Linked DNA regions of Rattus norvegicus: regions 1 and 2 are each linked to region 3. A link is a contact called in public Hi-C data. All regions are on one chromosome and are shown on one strand. The core of a region is the stretch at or near the end of the contact, and the rest is flanking DNA. Distances in the headings are between cores, read along the strand shown. Region 1 overlaps Slc17a5 (solute carrier family 17 member 5). Region 2 has its middle 41 kb from the start of Eef1a1. Region 3 has its middle 15 kb from the start of Gsta4.

Region 1 (4,408 bases), core at 1,297-3,796, 350 kb before region 3:
CCATGGGAAGAAGCCAGTGAACAGCATCCCTCCATGGCCTCTGCATCAGCTCCTTTCCTCCCCAAGCTGCTTCTGGTCATGGTGCTGCGTCACAGCGATGCTGACCCTCACTGAGATACCTGTCGATCGTGTTCTGCTGTGCTAATCTTTTCGGTTTTTTTGTTGTTTGTTTTTTCTCTTTGTTTTGTTGTTGTTGTTTATTGTTTTTTTTTCTTTTCTTTTTTTCGGAGCTGGGGACCGAACCCAGGGCCTAAACCACTGAGCTAAATCCCCAACCCCTTATTGTTTATTTTTTAAGACTGGGTTTTCTGGCTGTCCAGGAACTCACTCCATAGACCATGCTAGCCTTGAACTCACAGAGACCCAGCAGGGTCCAGCTTGCTATACTAAGTTTTCTCCTACCACACGTGTTGTGTGTGTGTGTGTGTGTGTGTGTGTGTGTGTGTGTGTGCGCGCATGTGCAAGAAAGAGAGACAGACAGACAGACAGACACAGACCCTGAGACTCTATGGGACTAGGGTTTGAAAATAAATCTGTAGCTGCATAAAAACACAGTTCAAACCGACCTTTTCCTTAAAATCAACATATTCATGAAACTCATGAGATGGCCTTTGCTCACAACAGGGCTTAGAGAAGGGCTTAGAGAATAGGGCTGAGAAACGTGCAAAATTGTATTTTAAAACTTTAAAGCGGGGAGGGGGATGTTTGCCCGGAAACCGGGAAAGGGAATAACACTCGAAATGTATATAAGAAATACTCAAGTTAATAAAAAAAAATAAATAAAATTAAAAAAAAAAACAAAAAAACTTTAAAGTGGGCTGGAGTGATGGCTCAGTAGTTGAGAGCACTGACTACTCTTCCAGAGGTCCTGAATTCAAATCCCAGCAACCACATGGTGGCTCACAACCATCTGTAATGAAATCCGATGCCCTCTTCTGGTGTGTCTGAAGACAGCTACAGTGTGCATATACATTAAATAAATAAATAAATCTTAAAAAAAAAAAACCTTTAAAGTACTGACACGGGTACATAGGCGCTGGCCAGCGTGTCCTTGGACTAGAGAGCAGGACGTCTATCTAAGAGTCTGAATGTTTGTGGTGTTGACCAGCCCGAAACGAATTTAAAATGGTGATGTTGAGAAAGGCAAGAAGATTTTTGTTCAGAAGTGTGTCACACTGTGAAAAGAGAGGCAAGCATGAGACTGGACCAAATCTCCATGGTCCGTTTGGGCAGAGAATAGGTCAGGCTGCTGGAGTCTGTTATACAGACGCCAACAAGAACAAAGTTATTACCTGGGAAGAGAATACCCTGAGGGAGTATTTGGAGGATCCCAAAAAGTACATCCCTGGAACAAAAATGATCTTCGCTGGAATTAAGAAGAAGGGAGAAAGGGCAGACCTAATAGCTTAACTTAAAAAGGCTACTCATGGGGCTGGAGAGATGGCTCAGTGGTTAAGAGCACCCGACTGCTTTTCCAGGGGTCCTGAGTTCAATTCCCAGCAACCACTTGGTGGCTCACAACCATCTGTAAAGAGATCGGATGCCCTCTTCTAGTGTGTGGGCATCTATACAGCTACAGTGAACTTATATATAATAAATAAATAAATCTTTTTTTTTAAAAAAAAAGGCTACTCATGAGTAATTCTACTGCCTTATTTATTACAAAACAAATGTCTCATGGCTTTTAATGTATACCATAATTTAATTCATACACCAAATTCAGATCACAGATGGCTAACAATGTTTTTGTTGGATAGTCCTGCATTAAGTAAAACTGACTTGTAAAAACAAACAAAAAAACCTTTAAAGTAGCAGGCGTGGCGGCGTATTCCTTTAATCCCAGCACTCAGGGGATACATGGATCTCTGTGAGTTTGAGGCCAGCCTGGTCTGCAGAGTGAGGTCCAAGACAGTCAGGGCTACACAGAGAAACCTTGTCTTGAAAAGCCAAAACAAACAAACAAAAAAGGTAGCATTCAGGAAGACCTGCAGGCTGCACTGTTTCCCCGTGAGACCGGCTCTTACAGGGATGAGTCAGGCTGTCCCATGATCACTGCAAATGCTAATCATATATGTGTGACATATGGACATCAGCACGTTGCTCCACTATGTCTGCTGTTTTCAAGTGGTCAGGGTTGGCTGCAGCCCATATGTTCTACCATACTTAATCCCGAATCTCCTTCCCTCTTCCAGAACGGGTTTTTATCTGCATTGCCCTATTTTGGCTGTTGGTTATGCATGATTGTCTGTGGTCAAGCCGCTGATTATTTAAGAGTCAAGTGGAATTTTTCAACCATAAGCGTTCGGAGAATTTTTTCCCTCATAGGTAAGTGAGATGAGCCAACTTTTGTTTTGTTTCCCAGTCATCCACATAGCACTCTAAATCCTTTGCCTCTGATCACAAAAATGGGAGCTTTCCCCACACGCAACCAGTTTCGAAGCACACAAGCTGGGTGAAACAGCTAAGTCTCACAAGACTAGCCTCTCCCACCTTAGAGTCTAGTCACATGAACCAGGCTGTGACCTACACGTTTAACTGGCTTAACTATTAATTAGGCTCCCATGGCCTGTCCTCCAGCTCCACTCATTTGCTAGACTGACTCACAGAAGTCAGGGCACACACTTTATTTCTGACTACTCACTTGTTATAGAGGATGTTACAAGGGGATAAATAGCCAGATAGAAAAATGGCACCACCAGGAGTTCTGCTGCTGGGAAGCTCACCTAGATCTCATCACTGCCCTGAGTACTGAAGGTACAAGCATGGTTACTTGGTTAGTTGGCAGTATAGATGCTTGCTTCTAAGACAGATTCTCCATGCTGTGCTACCTGGGTTTGGCTTCAACTCACACACTCCCTACTCCGACTGTCAAGAGCTGGGATTACAGACCTGGACCACCACACCCAAGCCAAACCTTGTCCTTTTGAGATTCTGAGGGGGCTTCATTATGCCAGCAGGACTGAGTAAATCATTGGTCATTGCGGTCCACTCAACCTTCAGGCCCATTCAACCATCGCCCCCTCAGAGACTGGTACCAGTTAACAATGTGCACACATACTGTAGTCCCGATGCTGGGGAACCTGAGGCCAGGAGTTCCAGCCAGACTGGGCAACATAATGAGACTCCATCTCAAAAAGACAGAGAAACTGAGAGCCAGGCCTGGTGACAGACACATCCCTAAGATCCCGGCACTTGAGAGTAGAGCCAGGAGCATCAGAGATTCAGGGTCTTCTGGTACATAACTAGTTTGAGGCCAGGTTGGGCCCCTCAGATGATGTCTCAAAATACTGGGACAAATGCACTCTCTAAGGCCACTGGTCCCCGTGTCACCAGTCATCTTATTAGCAAACAAAAGACAATCCTAGTCACTCCAGAAATCCCAGAGGCATGAGGGCTCTGTACCAAAAACCGGAGTGGAGAGCAAGAAGGCAGCAAAAGAGAATAAACCTTTACCTTGTTCACAGATGGACCCTGACTTCGCTTCCCACAACCACCACTGCCTGGAACCCCACCTACAGAGCGCCTGACACCTTTGTCTGGCCTCTCCAGGTGCCAGGGAGTACATCGAACAGACATGATAAAAACACGCTCTAAGTAAATTTCATCAGTGCACGCCGGTATATTCCCCTAATTCCAGTTCTTGGGAGGCAGAGGCAGGCAGGCCTCTATGACAGGCCAGCCTGCTCTATATAATAAGTTGTACACCAGAACTACATAGTAAGAGTCTGTCTAAGTAAATAAATGTAAATTTGGGGCTCAGCCATTAAGAGAACTGGCTGCTCTCACAGAGAACACAGCTTCAGTTCCCAGAACCCACACAGCAGTTTACGACTGTCTGTGACTACAGTTCCATGGAATATGAGGCCCTCCTCTAGCTCCACAGGCACTGGACAGACATGTGGTGCACAGACATACACACACAAGTAAAACACCCATGTGTTGTTGTAATAATATAAAAAATAAAATGCTGTCTTTTATCGCGCTCTAGATCCAGCAGCCCAGTGCCCCAAGATATCTGCTGGCTATCTTGCCAGAAGCATGCATTCCAATTCTGTGGCGATCCAGACCGGCCACCCCACACTCCCTTACACTTAAATATACACATAAAAGAACACACAACACAATAACCTTTGACCCAATTGGTAAGATATACTTGCCCACCTAAACATACAAAGCCCAATACATATCCATCCCTTAAGAACATTCGTGACAACCTGTAAAGGTACAGCGTAGAATCTTAATGTCACCCGCCATATTGTCCTGCCACGGCTTCTCTCTCTCCCTCCGGTCTCTTCCTCCTTTCCTTTCCAGTCTCCTCCTCTTCCTTCTAACTTCTCTCCTGCCCATCCTTCCTTCTCCTCCAATGACAGGCCTCCTTCTATTCTGTACCTGCCCTTCACCTGTATTT
Region 2 (4,515 bases), core at 293-2,792, 330 kb before region 3:
GCTCACAACCATCTGTAATGGGATCCGATGCCCTCTTCTGGTGTCTGAAGACAGCTACAGTGTACTCGTATACATAAAATAAATAAATAAATTTGAAAAAGGTGTATAGCTAAAATCGGGGGTGTGGCTCGGGGCAGAATGCCTGTCTGGCATGGGGATAGCACTGTCTGGTACAAGCCCAGCACCACACACACAGTGCAGAATTCAGTGGCTTTTCTTACAGTCCCAGGGTACACAGCTATCAGATTTCTAATTCTGGCACACTTCAGTGCTACAGACAGAAGCCCCACCCTGTCCAGCACTCCCTGGCTTCCCTTTCCTTTCTCGGGTGCCTACTCATCTTCCCTGTCTGCGGATTTGCTGTGGTGGACAGCTGGTGTGATGGAATCCTTTAGGACCAGATCCATCATGGCTGGCATCTTTCTCACAGGATCTTAATGGCACAGCCTGTCCCAGTACCCCAGCCTGTCATGCCAATTTTATCCACATATACCTTGACGGACATACTCAGGTTACTCTAGTTTGAGAAAGTTGTTAACAAAGCTGGTGGGAGGGGATAAGAGATAATTCAGTAAAGATATTTGCTGTAAAACCTGCGTTCCGTCCCAGGCACCATGAGAGGAGGGAGTCTCACAAATTGTTCTCTGACCTCCAGACTCTTTCCGAGGTGTGCTTCCGAGTATGAAGGCGCGTGCATGCGCAGACACACACACAATGTAATTTAAAAGGTTTTTTTTTTTTAATAATGCTAGTATGAACACTCAAGTGTAGACATTCTGTATTACCAAAACAAAAACTATGGACACAGAGCAAACAAAACGTTAACAGCATCTGTGGAGAGGGAGGGAGGGATTAGATTTTTTGTTTGTTTTTCTCTTCTGGATTTTCATTTAATCTTTTTTTTTTCTTTTTCTTTTTCTTTTTTTCGGAGCTGGGGACCAAACCCAGGGCCTTGCGCTTGCTAGGCAAGCGCTCTACCACTGAGCTAAATCCCCAACCCCTCATTTAATCTTGTTGAGACAGAGACTCCTACATCCAAGGCTGCCCTTCAGTCTCTGACCTTCCTGCTTCCACCTCACGTGCCAAGACCTCAGGCCTGTGCCACCAGGAGTCCTTTATTTAACTAAAATGTTTGGAAATTAAAAAGAAAAATCAATCAGGGGGGAAAAAAATCGGCATCAATCTGGAACTGACTAACAGCTAAGAACGCCAAAGCAGGCCTCTCTGGCGCTGGGCTTCAAGTGCCTGCACCCTCAGGCATCACCGGTTTGGCTGGGCTGTAAAGTGGCACTGTGGGACAAAGTGGCACTTGTTGATATTCACATCAGCCACGGGCCTTGCCAAATGGCCCACATTTACTTCCCTGGAGTTTGTCTCTCAGCTCGGCCTCTTCCTGCACTCCCTTACCTCAGTATAAACCCATTATTCTTTAATATGTTTTCTTAAATAACCGCGGTTTTCTATTTTGAGACAGAGTCTCATGAAATTCAAACTGGCCTCAAACTGGCTATGTAATAACGGCTGGCCTTGATCCTTCTGCCTCCACCCGGCAAGTGCTGGGATTACAAGCGCGCCACACCACGCCCAGACATTCATTCACTCATCCACTCATTCGTTTGCTTATTTATTTATTTTAATTTAATTTATTGTTTTAAATCCGTGTGTGAAAGGTCAGAGGACAGCTTATTGAAACCGGTTTTCGGTTTCTGCCTTCCCAAGGGACTGAACCGAGGCTTGATACAAACTCCTTGACCCTCGGAGCCATGGAGCCATCAGTGAAGCAATGCTATGATTTTTAGAGAACGATTTTTAAAGCGCACAAACGCTCTTCTCTTCTGAAGCCTACGACAATTTCCCTGCCGCACTCCCTTTCCGCGTGAATCTTTTGGCCCCGGACCCCACAGAAACTCGGATTTGCACCGGGGCAGCGGGCGTTTCCCCTGGGGGGAGGAGCAAGCGCTTACAGAGCTACGGAAGCACGAGTTTGACTCACGCCTTAGCGGACTCCGGGGAACCTGATTAGCAAAACCTAGATTTCTTTGTCTAGAGAAAGGGGATGACTCACAGCGACCACGTGCAAAGAAAGGCATTTAAAAAGGGCTCAGCCGCACGTCTCAGTGGAAAGTCACTGCGGTCTGGGGAGCCCCCGACCTCACCCGCCCGCGCTCCCGCCTCTGGCCGCTGGAGGCAGCAGTGTCACGAGGCAAAGACTTTCTTGACCCTTGCGTCTCCATTTCCATTCTAAAAGGCAATGATAGCTCCTAACTGCAATTCCGGCCGGGTGCGGTGACTTTAAAACTAAACCAAGAGCCACATTGTTGTTGTTAAAGAGCCGCATTGTTATCAAGTCTCCACACCTTACAAGAATAAATTTGTTTCCTAAGCCTAATGTATCCTACAAACCATGTTTTTCAACCTGTGCTGAACTTGTTATTCTATGATTGTATACCCACCCCTTTGCCTTGAAACCCCTGAATCTGTGATATATGATTGCCCTTTTGCCCTATAAAAATATGTTTTTCCAGATATCGTGACGATTCCCCTTCCATGAGATGTATTCTTGCACGTAGTTACCCCACAGGAAGCTTTTAGTCCTGAGCCGCCCCACTCCACCACCAGCACCCCCCTTATGTCCAGGGGCTAAAAGCTGATTATCTAGACAGCTGTTTTTTGTTTTTTGTTTTTTGTTTTTTTCCGGAGCTGGGGACGGAACCCAGGGCCTTGCGCTTGCTAGGCAAGCGCTCTACCGCTGAGCTAAATCCCCAACCCCTGTTTTTGTTTTTTTTTTAAGATTTATTCATTTATTATATATAAGTACACTGTAGCTGTCTTCAGACACACCAGAAGAGGGAATCGGATCTCTTTACAGATGGTTGTGAGCCACCATGTGGTTGCTGGGAATTGAACTCAGGACCTCTGGAAGAGCAGGCGGTGCTCTTAACGGCTGAGCCATCTCTCCAGCCTATCAGCCCTAACCCTTCCTCATCTAAGAGACCTCAAAAGCCCTGGAAGGGATGCTCTCTGAAACCCAAACTTAGGGAAAGTCCACCGTCTAAATACAGCTTGCTTTAATCAGACAGTCGTCGAAATGTTTTTTTCTCAGGCCTAACATTGACCCATGTTTTTAATCCCAGCACTAGGAAGGCAGAAGCAGGCAGATCTCTGTGGATTCCAGGGCAGTCTAGTGTACATAGCAAATTCCAGCCCAGACTACATAGACCCGGTCTTTAATCCCAACTCTAAGGATCAGGAGTTTAAAGTTATCCTCAACTACATAGTGAGTCCGAGATCAACCAAACCTGTAGGGCACCAAGCACAGAGTAAGAGCCTGGTATGGTTGCATATGTCTGTAATACCAACATGTAAAGGGGTGAAGTTAGAAAACGGCAAGTCTGTGGCTAGCCTGGACTACAAATAGAAACCCTGTGTCAACACGGAACTAAATCAAGAGCTCCGCCTCCGAAACCTTTGGCTCGGTTCCAAGCATGAACTTCCCACTATAGCGGAAGGCCAGCATGGATCTCAGTTCTGAATTGGTTTTTCTGCCAGAAATAGTGACTTCAGAAAAGGTTGGCTCAGGTCTGGAAGTTAGAAGGAGATTTCTTAAAAATGCAGTCAATTGTTTAATAGAGAATTTGCTGCCTCGGGGGGGGGGGGGGGATTTCTCCTGCAGAACTCTCAAGGAATAGAGAGGCTACGGCCAATACAGAAAATCAATAGAGGCCAGTCACGGTGGAAGTCCTGTAATCCAGCACTTGTGAGGCAGAGAAGGGAGGCGTGCTCGCTCAACCTCCTCTTAGACTACATAGTCCTAGGCCAGCCTTGGTAGATAGCAAGATCCAGGCTCAAAAAGAGTTAATTTAGCCAGGCCATGGTGACTTACAGCTTTAATCACAGCACCCAGGAGGCAGAGGCAGGCAGATCTCCTTGAGTTCAAGACCAGTCTGGTCCAGGACAGCCCAGGCTACAGAGTGAAACCTTATCTTAAAGGGGAGGGGATGGGTTTAAAGAAAAGGGAGAAATGCCAACAGAACCTGTTAAGTGATAGCTTTTCTTGTGCCAGAGCATCTGCCAGTGTGCATGAAGAAAGGTCCAGGCTGACTTGAATATTTCTAGGAATGTCCCTAATCCCCCTAGGGCTGCTATTGTCTTCCCAGCACTGCTTGGACCCTGTGTAATTTGAGCCCAGGCTTCCCGGCTCACTCTAACACAATCTCTGCTAGGGAAAGGAGGATCTATCTGCCTTCAGGCAGACTCTTCATGGCCAGTGTTCCTGTCCCCTAGTGTCTTAGCACAACAGCTCACAGGTACTCAGGCTCAGCTCACAAGTACTCAAGTCAGGGTGCCTTCCAAATAAAAAGCTGCTTTTTCAGGTCTCTGTGGATACTAAAACCTACAATACACCATCAATTCTGGATACCCTGGTAGGCATTAACTTCATCACCTCTCCCTGTCTTCTAGAGAAGATATGGCCACGTGGTTTACCAACTAAACCCAGATTTTAATTTATTTACA
Region 3 (4,472 bases), core at 963-3,462:
CTTCTCCCTCCAGAGTTTTGGGATTAAAGTCACGAGTCACCACCATCTGGCTCCTCTTGTTTTGAAATGAAACTACAAAAATTCCTTATAGCTCATGAAAAAAGAAAGATAAATTTAGGACAGATCAAACAGTATGAAAAAGGGAATGGACAAAGAGTGGGAATCCACAGTCCTCTCAGTTTGGTTGTATCACACTTTAGGATTCTGAGCAACTTTCTGGCCATTTTAACTCTGCATTCCTTCTTGCTTGTAGGGCTTTAGGACATGGTTTTTCAAATATTCAGTGTTTGCCCTACCACATAAATATCAGTTTTTAAAAAACAACCAGCCCTGGGCACATTTGTTTCCCTGTCACATTCACCCTTGTGCAACTGCTCTTTTGACTCCAGAAATTCTCCATGAAATTAAATAACTTAGTGTGTGTGTGTGTGTGTGTGTGTGTGTGTGTGTGTGTGTAATTCTCCAAGAAGGTAAATGTCATTACAGATGAGAGATTGGAAATACAAAGTTAAGCTGCCTGGAGAAGCAAGAGAGAAAGAACCCAGTAGCACCCACATCTTGGTTTCCAAATAATACAGCCCAGGAAAAAGAAGCAGGGCTCCTGCGAGCAAAGGCCGACTTCATGCTCTGTGATGAGCAGAGAGGAAGTGCTCAAGGGAGGAAGGATGGTAAAGGCCATCCTTTGATGAGGTTCCCTAGCCAAATTTGGGATGATCTGAGCAAAAACAAAACCCCAATATTAGATACAAATAATAATGATGAGGACAAAGGGGGAAATAAAAGCTGGTTGCAGAAGCATTAGAGCCAAGCGATGAAAAGTCAGTGCTACTGAAAAATAAAATTACAGAACTGCCAGTTCTAATAACTCATTTTGATAAGGATCATAATGGGTGCTGAAATGCTGAAGAAGTGTTGGGATATCTCCACGGACTAGCTAATTATTATGAAGAGGAACTATATATTTATAATGGAAAAGCACAATGTACAGCTACCTAATCCTTAGCCTTTGTCTTCCAAGGAGCACAATTGGATGTCCTGTTCTTCCTGCTGTGACACTGAGAAAGGCAAAGTAACACCTGTTAAACAAGAACAACCAACAGATGAAAAACCCAACACAAAGTTTCCCCAATCACAAGGTAGAAATAGGGCATAACCAAGATGTGGGATCCTCTGTGGGATAATGGCCTGGACTCAAGAGCCAGGGACAAGGTGGGGAGGCAGGAAGTATTCCCAGAGAATCTTCATTGATAGCCTCAATAATGTCAAGGGGTTGGAGCAAGGGAAAGGCTGAGAAACTGTCACAGCCTTGGGGAAATTGAGGAAACATGACAAGATACACTACAGGATCCCGGACCCTGTAAGAGGTAAGAGGACCTTAGTGGAGACACTGAAATCATAATAAAGTCTGCTGCCCATTAACTCATGGACCAGGAACTCTTTTCTTCTCAGTTTAGCATGGTTATGTAAGATGTTAGCACCAGGGAGGGTTGAGGGCTCTGTGGTTCAACTTCGCGACATTTTTACAAATCTAAAGTTATTCTAAATGTAACGTTTACAGACCTTGTTTAGAGCAGCACCTAGACACATTATTAAAATCTCTTCGGGAGACAGACTACTTTGAGGATAAAGCCTTGCAGATTTTGGTAGATGTGATAATTCTTACCAGTTGGAAATAAATACCAAAGTGTGGTACTCCCAAATGAAACAAAGCAAGAAGAGGAGGCAGGAGACAAAACACGTAGGATCACCATAAAGCTGCACACATCAGGGTAAGAGCTGCACACACAGACTTATGCAATGTTTTGTTTGCTTGTATCTGAAAATCCCCATACGAAGCTAAAAGAATAGAAAAGCAAAACAAAAAAAAAAATGCACACGCAGGCCAGGAAACAGGGCTTCCAGCTGGGCGACACAGGAACAGAAAACTCACCTAAAGGGTATTTAATTAATAAAACTGGCAAAATGTACATTATTTCTCTTGGTCCTTATTAACTGTAATTCCTCTGCCATGGAATTACACAGAAACCAAGGGTAACTTAAAAGGGGAAAGAATTCCATTAATAACATCCTAGTTACAAAGAAAAGTCCCTGACAGGAAGGATCTTCTGGCTGAATGGGACCTGCTGTGACGTGGGTAGAAGACCCATTGTCTGGCAAATCTGTGAAGATACAGTAGATTGGATACTTCAACTCCAGCGGTAGTTAATGCCCATCTCACGGACTCCATGCGACCTCTACCGTTAGGACAGTGGAGCTTGTGCCTCGATGTCAGGTGGATTTCAGCCTTTCTGGAAAACAAATTTTACCAAGCCAAACCAAAATTCAAACAAACAAACAAGCAACCACAAAAGAACGCAGTACAGAACGGCGAGGCTAGGCTCTACCCTCATCCCAGTTTTCTGGACACAACTGAATGCTGAGGATTTGGGAGGAGTGTTTTCTTTTCTTTTCTTTCTTTTTTTTTTTTTTTTTTTTTTTTTTTTTTGTTGAGTTTTCCCTCGCCCAACATGCCACCATTTTAACACGTAAAAGAAAGTATAAATCCCTTAGCCTTGGTTTTCATGGTGTGTTTTATATTCCGGATCCAGGGAAGCTGGGGCCATTCATTGTAAAGGTATTTTCCTAGCAGTGCACCTTGTGTTGTTCTTGGGCCTTGAGAAACTCAGGAGTTTCCAAATTTAGCTAGAAGGGGCGCCGGAAGCCAACCGAGGGCCGCGGGACCGGGCGCATCACATTCTTCTAAAGTATTAGCTTTTTACTTGCTTCTGTGTGTCACTTCGGCCACGGGATGGAGACGTGACACAGACAACTACGGCCCCACAGAAGGCCACGAGAGGCTCGTGAGGCCGCAGATGCTCTGTGTCTACCCTCCGCCGTCCGGCTCGCCTTGGCAGAGGTGGCAACACACACCGAAGGCGAAGAACCCACCTCCAACCGGAACGCGTTGAACGCGGGTGCCTAGGGCCGGAGCGGAATCAGGCGGTGGAACGGACGTAGCTAGAGGGGGCCGGGCTTCGGAGGGTTCAACCAATCCAGACTGTTTTATTTTGCATAGTTCCAGAGCATTCTGGTTAACAGGAAAAAGCCTAAATTTAAGTATTTTTAACTTAAAATTAGCACAAAGGAGCATAAAATGGGTGATTTAACATCGAGAAAAGATTTAGGATTCTTTTTTAATCATAAAATACATGGGCAGCACGGAAAGTTCGGCACGGAAAGTCACCACATGTGGAAAATTACTAGTCTCCATGGCCTTATATACTTAGCGGCTGCCTCTCCTACCTCGGATGTGAGGGCGATCTGGCTGCGACATCTGTCACCCCATTGATCGCCAGGGTTGATTCGGCTGATCTGGCTGGCTAGGCGGGTGTCCCCTTCCTCCCTCACCGCTCCATGTGCGTCCCTCCCGAAGCTGCGCGCTCGGTCGAAGAGGACGACCTTCCCCGAATAGAGGAGGACCGGTCTTCGGTCAAGGGTATACGAGTAGCTGCGCTCCCCTGCTAGAACCTCCAAACAAGCTCTCAAGGTCCATTGTAGGAGAACGTAGGGTAGTCAAGCTTCCAAGACTCCAGACACATCCAAATGAGGCGCTGCATGTGGCAGTCTGCCTTTCTTTTGTATGTAATTCCATGAATTCTGAATTCTCGTTTTATTTCTACTTTTTAGCCGCTAATTAATTCCCGTTTTATTTCTACTTTTAGCTGCTTTTTTCCAAATTAAAAAAAGTTAAAATTGTGTTCAAATAGATATGCAAATATATAAAAATACGTTTATAATATAAATATAATTTAATATAATATAAATACAAGTAGAAATGAATGTTTAAAAATGTGTGTGAATATGAGTGTAGGGGAAGGTTCCCCACTTTTTTCTTTTTAATTTATTTAGTTGTTTGTTTAGATAGGGTTTCTCTGTGTGGCCCTGGCTGTTCTGGGACTTTCTCACTGTAGGTCAGGTTAGCCTTGTTCTGCCTGCCTCTGTCTCCCAAATGCTGGAAATAAGGGTATGAGCCACTACCCATCCCCGCTTAAATTTATTTATTTATGTATTTATTTATTTACTTACTTTTTTATTTAATGTTATTAGGACAATGCTATTGCACTTGAAAAGGCAAACACCCAGGACAGGTAAGCTGCTGGAAGAGGAAAATGGAGGCGGTATTGAGGAAGGCCGTCCCATTTAGTCCAGCATGAACAAGCAGCGTCATGGTGGGAGAGGGAACTTTAGAGAGGTAGAAGACCCAAAATGCTGGGGAAGCCAAAGCACTATGGAAAGCATGCTTAGAATAGAAAAGAGATAGAAAAGAGAGAGAAGAACCACACTTTTCTGTATAATTTAGAAAAGCAGGCAGATTGGTGGCCCTATAGATTGACATTCTGAGAATGAAAAGACAGTAATATCTCATTGGAAGGCTAATTTTTCTGCCACATTAGCATGGCTTACAGTAAACTCCCTAAAGCCATCCTTTTCCT

Evidence for each region. A called contact is a pair of places that touch in the nucleus more often than the background predicts.
Region 1: a Hi-C map of kidney shows a contact between it and region 3, with 5 times the contacts expected there. The contact joins two enhancer-like sites. A contact is called at or near these places in 6 of 12 Hi-C or Micro-C datasets (the A7r5 cell line, the Rat2 cell line, Schwann cells and 3 more).
Region 2: a contact with region 3 is called in a Hi-C map of mammary epithelial cells, with 5 times the contacts expected there. The contact joins two enhancer-like sites. A contact is called at or near these places in 3 of 12 Hi-C or Micro-C datasets (the Rat2 cell line, Schwann cells and mammary epithelial cells).

What each region holds. Positions count from the first base shown.
Region 1 is chr8:88,284,594-88,289,001 of GRCr8, reverse strand. Slc17a5 (solute carrier family 17 member 5) reads left to right here. Exons shown (of 11, transcript NM_001009713.2): 8 at 2,193-2,325. It also overlaps the pseudogene LOC134480122. Among named protein-coding and RNA genes, the nearest start is that of Slc17a5, 23 kb to the left of the region's middle. Within about 2 kb of position 2,546, at least 2 of the 93 cell types and tissues checked have an H3K27ac peak or open chromatin away from gene starts, as enhancers often do. A contact at or near this core is called in kidney, where this site is marked.
Region 2 is chr8:88,263,813-88,268,327 of GRCr8, reverse strand. No RefSeq gene overlaps it. Among named protein-coding and RNA genes, the nearest start is that of Eef1a1, 41 kb to the right of the region's middle. Within about 2 kb of position 1,542, at least 80 of the 93 cell types and tissues checked have an H3K27ac peak or open chromatin away from gene starts, as enhancers often do. A contact at or near this core is called in Schwann cells, where this site is marked.
Region 3 is chr8:87,929,736-87,934,207 of GRCr8, reverse strand. No RefSeq gene overlaps it. Among named protein-coding and RNA genes, the nearest start is that of Gsta4, 15 kb to the left of the region's middle. Within about 2 kb of position 2,212, at least 91 of the 93 cell types and tissues checked have an H3K27ac peak or open chromatin away from gene starts, as enhancers often do. A contact at or near this core is called in Schwann cells and kidney, where this site is marked.